Linked DNA regions of Rattus norvegicus: region 1 is linked to region 2. A link is a contact called in public Hi-C data. All regions are on one chromosome and are shown on one strand. Each heading gives the region's core, a stretch centred on a gene start, on an enhancer-like site or on the middle of the called end of the contact. The rest is flanking DNA. Distances are from core to core; before and after follow the strand shown. Region 1 overlaps Ssx2ip (SSX family member 2 interacting protein). Region 2 overlaps Mcoln2 (mucolipin TRP cation channel 2).

Region 1 (2,700 bases), core at 114-2,613, 220 kb after region 2:
ATATATACTACACACATGTAGACAGACAAGCAGACATAAACATTTGGCTGGCTGGTTGACTGGGTAGGTGGGTGGATGATGGATGGATGGATGGATGGATGGTGGGTGGGTGGGTGGATGGTGGATGGATGGATGGATGGATGGATGGATGATGGATGGATGGGGCGAAGCTCCCCAAGCCAAACCATTCAACAACTTTCTTTTCTCTGGCCTTTTAATGCCTTCTTAGACAAAAAGTTCTTTAGAACATTACTTCATAAATAAAATGTTACACAAAATGGGAGTTATAGAAGGATGTTGATATAAATTCAAAGCAACAGATTTTACATGGCCTTGCCTTATCATAGTGCACACTTGTGACCCTCTCCTTCGACCTAAATGTCTTTCCTTGATCACAAAATTGTCCCAAGTCTATTTCCCTTTTTAGTGTAACTGTGAAAGCTCGTTGGATTTTATTACTTACTGTTATGAAGAGTAGTAGCATTTCACTCTTGATTCTAACCTTATTACATCTTTCTAGCAAGATGTCATTCTGTTACATCTTTCTAAGACCGTCTCTAAAAGCTTTTTACCTAAAATTATTTGAATGAAATCAGGAATTCCATAAAATCATTACCTATTTGTCTATATAGCATCACTACCGGACAGTCCATCTCCGTAGGTCTGCAGAGATCTGCTCCAGAGAATGGTCAATACTTAGTTATATATTAATATATATTTAATAATATATTTATATACTTAATATTAAATATATTTGTATTTATATATAATTTAATAATAACAGGGATCTTTTCTCAAATGTAATCTCCTCAGTCTTACCTAAAGGAGTGAATCTGTCACAGCTTTATAGTCTATGACAGAACCATCTCAGGAAGGTCACTTGCTAGTTTCTGGCTTCTAGATGGCTTCTGGCACGCCTGAAAGGTATTGTTTTGAATTATTCAAGTATGTCTGCCTGCCATGGATGTTGATAACAAATAAGGGCTATTTCATGTAGATGTGTGCTTGGCCTGCACCGTTAGCACTGTTTCTCTGAGGTAACTTAGCAACATTGGACGTGTTCTTAGTACATCAGAGAAACGTGTCATCCCTGAGATGGCATGAGGAGAATGAGGATTAATGTCTGACTCTAGCTGATCTCTAGAGGTCGTTTAGTGAAGTCGCCTGACCTGCAGACAAGTTGACACTACCCAGAGCCGCGTCCGACCTCTGGGCTCTGTGGGCCTGGCCTGCTTCTCTAAGCCTGCACTTTGCCTTCGTGCACAGTTTGAGGGTTGAGATATGGCAGCATCCAGCACAGTGCTGCATAGACAGGAGCTGCCTCTGCCCAGACATCCGTTAGGCAGATTGGTAGAGATTTAACTGGATCAGGAGTGTCTGTGTCGCCAGTGTTAACTTGTTTGTATTAGGTATTAGCTAATAGGTCTTATCGGTCTGGTCCAGTGCCTGGGTGTAAGGCCACTGTGACGCTTGTGTGTGCCCTCTGTGCCGTAGGTCATCTCCGATGTAGAAGACGACGCTGGGGAGCTGAGCAGAGATGGTGTGTGGAGCCTTTCCTGTGACACTGTCAGGGAGCAGCTTACAAACAGCATCAGGAAGCAGTGGAGAATTCTGAAAAGCCATGTGGAAAAACTTGATAACCAAGGTAACTTCTGCGCCACGGTGTGCAGGGCGGGCCCCACAAACAGTGCTGTGGGCTCAGAGCGGCTGCTCACAGCCAGGGTCAGACTCTGCTGGTTTGTTCCGGGTTTCACACTGAGAGGAGTGCGCTTGGCTTCAGAACAAACCTCAGACAACAGTGTCCCTCAATGTCCAGTGCTGTCTGTGTTGCCGGCAAATCATGCGAATGTGGGTTTCGTAGAGGCCAGAGGCACTGGTTCCCTGGAGCTTGTACAGGGAGCTATAAACCACCTAACAGGGAGCTAGGGGGCCTCTCAGGAGCAGCGCACACTCTGAACCTCTCAGCCGTCTCTCCAGCACGAAAGTTCCTAGTTGATAAATGAAGTCCACTTATAATATATGGAAATGTTCTAACTGGTGAGTCTCATCCCAGTGCCATGAGCCGTGAAGGGCACAGTACAGTTCTCACTGTAGCTCCCACAGGGCTTTGCATGAAACGTGCTCATCGTCTCATGTCCATTTAATAGGAAGCCTGCCTAGACTTGAGTTTGCAGGATTTAGCGTGTGAACTCACAGTTGTTAGAACCACTCTTTCCAGCACCATCAAGAAAGGTTATACATTGTGATCTTGTGTGTTTGCTGTGACTGAGCCAGCAGCTCCTGAAGGCTGGGAGGTGAGAACGGAGGCTCCATGAGGTGCATTGCTAACCTCATGACAGTCAGGGATGATGTGGTCTCTAAGGCGAGTGTTGGCAGCTGTGCTCGCCTTCGAGTCTCTTTAGTCCTAAATGCATAACTGCAGTTGTCAGAACTCGGAGTTGTTTTTCTTTAAAATGTCTAATTTTGTCCCAGTTTTGAAAATGCAAAATGCCAGAGGCAGTAACTTCCTTTTACAAAACCTATGAGAAGCCCAGAAGGGTAAAGGTTCTGACAGTCTTTCGGTTTTTAAATGTCTGTTTAAGAACAACATGGACTGACAGTGGTTGTAAAACCTGACTAGTTTCTAGTTGTTGTAGTTAGGGTTTCTCTTGCTCATGAGTAGCACGGGAAGAAAGGTCTGTTCACCTCACAGCTCACAGA
Region 2 (2,700 bases), core at 110-2,609:
GGCTGCCCACCTCCCAGAGTTCTCCCTTCTCAGATAAACATCTCTAGAAACACCCTCAACTGGGTACCCAGGCATAGAGTCTATGCCTCCCTCTGAACCCCTTGATGGCCACAGGGTGAGCCCCATGGCCTCAGATTCCTCTTCCCAGCCTGACATGAAGGGGGTCTTTGGAGATAAAGGTTTGGCTGGGCAGATATGAGTTGTCAAACCTTCTCTGCTATGAAGGAAGGCATCTGGCCCTTGTAGTCATTGATCAACTCTGATAGAGCAGGATCCTGAGAGACAGTGGTTGCTTATGGGTTGTTTCCGGGGCCTCCATCCAAGCCTCAAAGTCCATACATTTCCCTTCCTCAGTTTTCTTCCTCTTTCACATTTTGCTAACATGAGCTATGTGTGTCTGGAATAGGGTGTGTTCTAGTCTTTTTGTAAAGATTTTGGGGAGTCCAGGTGGGCTATAGCTCAGGGGTAGAAGAGTTGCCTAGACTGGGCAGGGCCCTCCTATCTGAATAATAGAATAATAAGTAAGCCCTGTCAATGTCAGATGTGGCGATGCTTGTATTCTAGGAAGGGAAGCAGAGGATCAAGAATTCAAGGTCATCCTTAACTACATAGTTTGAGGAGGCTAGTTTGAGATACATGAGACCCTGTCTAAAACAACAACAGAAACAACAACAATAACAACAACAACAGCAACAATGACACAAGGCTATCCAAACAAAACTTCTAAAATCGGTGTTCTCTTTTTCCTTCATCCCCTTCTCTGTTACAGGAGAGGAAGTGATGACCACTTGGTTCTCGTTGATTAAAACCCTTGGCTAATGCCCATCAAGTCCACACCTCTTCATGCTGTGGTTGTACGGAGAGGCCCAGAGGCAGCAGCAGTTCATTCAAAGATTGTCCTACTAAGTTGTGGATCCAGAAGGAGGGGTGTCCGTGAGCTGTTGACGGGAACTGACATACCAAAGTTACTTTTGATAAACACAGAGTGTGAAGAGTAGGCCTCTCCTGGGAGTTAATGTGAGGGCAATGTGACAATGAAATTCAGCAGGAGTCTGGTCATTTGTGCCATCATAATGTTGAGAGGTTAAAAAAAAGTATTCCCTTTTCCAAGTTGTGTAAGCAATATTTAAACCCTGGTCAAGGTGTATGTTTATTTCCAGGAAAAGATTCATTTCAAAATGTGATCCTTGGATTTAAAGACATTCATTAATTCATGGTCCACATAGAAATAAATTTGGCTTCAATACCAAATTAAGACTTGAAACTGGAGAACTGATAAACCATGTAAGGCTCACACTCAAAACACTAGCAGGCAGATATCTAGAACTCAGATCATGGCTGGTTGTACTGTGAGCTTGCTTCTTTAGCAGGCATGACATGCAGTGTCCGTTAGCACAGAGAGAGCGCCTGGCTGCCCCCTCAGGCAAGCTTCCCCGCCCTGTGCACGTGATGAGTGAGTGGCCCTAAACTTGGCGTGGCCACCTATTTCATGAGTCAGCTCCACTGTGGTGGGGCTTTGCCCTTGTCATGGAAGGAAATGTGGATTTTTCCTTAAATAAATTTATTTTCGTGATGCTGCCTTGTACTATTATTGTGTTAAAATGTGCTGTCTACCGAGTGAGAGTTCCATATCACACCATCCTTCTTTACTTTCTCTACACCAGAGAGCTGTCATTTTTAAACAAGTGGTGAAGGGGCTTTGGGGGTTGGTCCATGGATGCTATTTAATAAAGATTCGTGCTAATGATAAGAGATTAAGATCATTACATCATAGCTGAACTATCGGGGGTTACGAGGTGCAGAGTGAGATCTGAGTTAGCATCTCGGAGCAGCTCCTGCCTGCCATTCCCTGCCTTTGTCTCTGCCCCAAGACCTGTTGTCTGATTCTCTGCCTGCCCCTTGCCCCTGGTCTTCTTCACAGCTTCCATCAAACCTAAGCAGAGAAACCCAGCAGTTAATGAGACCTGTAACTGAGGAGATGTTTCCTGCTAGGGCTGTCTTTGCTGTCCTTGGGGACAATCTGAATTTTGTTCCCAGCATCTACATTGTGGCTTACATGACCCCATAATTCCAGTTCCAGGGAGCACATGCCTTTTTCTGACATCTGCAACACGGAACAGATGGATCCACGAAACTCAAACACTCATACACGGAATAGAAATCAATCTTCAACTTTTTTAAAGAAAAAAGACTCATGCCTACATACAGAGTGCTTAGTTAAAAATACAATTTTAGTTTCTTTTTGTTTTTTACAAAAAAAAATATTTCAAGAGTCACAGGGCTTGGTTTTAAAACTAAAGAGCATCAGAATGAGATTCTAGGCTTCTCTCTTTGGTTCCAGATCAGGTGTATGTTTGAGCCACTGCTAGCCTGGTTGGCTCTGAACAGACTAAATTTCCAGTCTGCAGCTTTGACTGCCATATGAGTAGAAAATTTGTGATGTTATCACCGGTTCTTAGCTACTTTTTAAAATCAGCTTTTGTGTTTCCTTTTGTTTCCTTTTGTTCCAGTTGGCTTAAATGCTTTCAGGAAGAAGACTATTTTTCAAGGTTACCGTGGAAACATTGTTTCCTTTTAGTCATTCTGAACAACAGCGGCTTTTCTCACTGTGTTCTCTTTCCGGTGTTATTGAAGGTGTAGTAGGGTGACTGCTGAGGGACAGGTCTGGAACAAACCCTTTCTTCTCTTCTCTTAGACCTC

The links. A called contact is a pair of places that touch in the nucleus more often than the background predicts.
Region 1: a Hi-C map of liver shows a contact between it and region 2, with 2.7 times the contacts expected there. The contact joins two enhancer-like sites. A contact is called at or near these places in 3 of 12 Hi-C or Micro-C datasets (Schwann cells, hepatocytes and liver).

Annotation. Positions count from the first base shown.
Region 1 is chr2:237,980,313-237,983,012 of GRCr8, forward strand. It overlaps Ssx2ip (SSX family member 2 interacting protein), which reads left to right. Exons shown (of 15, transcript NM_175597.3): 10 at 1,495-1,645. Among named protein-coding and RNA genes, the nearest start is that of Ctbs, 19 kb to the right of the region's middle. Within about 2 kb of position 1,364, at least 3 of the 93 cell types and tissues checked have an H3K27ac peak or open chromatin away from gene starts, as enhancers often do. A contact at or near this core is called in hepatocytes and liver, where this site is marked.
Region 2 is chr2:237,761,407-237,764,106 of GRCr8, forward strand. It overlaps Mcoln2 (mucolipin TRP cation channel 2), which reads left to right. Exons shown (of 14, transcript NM_001039005.1): 14 at 770-1,573. The coding sequence ends at 806. Among named protein-coding and RNA genes, the nearest start is that of Lpar3, 47 kb to the right of the region's middle. Within about 2 kb of position 1,360, at least 5 of the 93 cell types and tissues checked have an H3K27ac peak or open chromatin away from gene starts, as enhancers often do. A contact at or near this core is called in hepatocytes and liver, where this site is marked.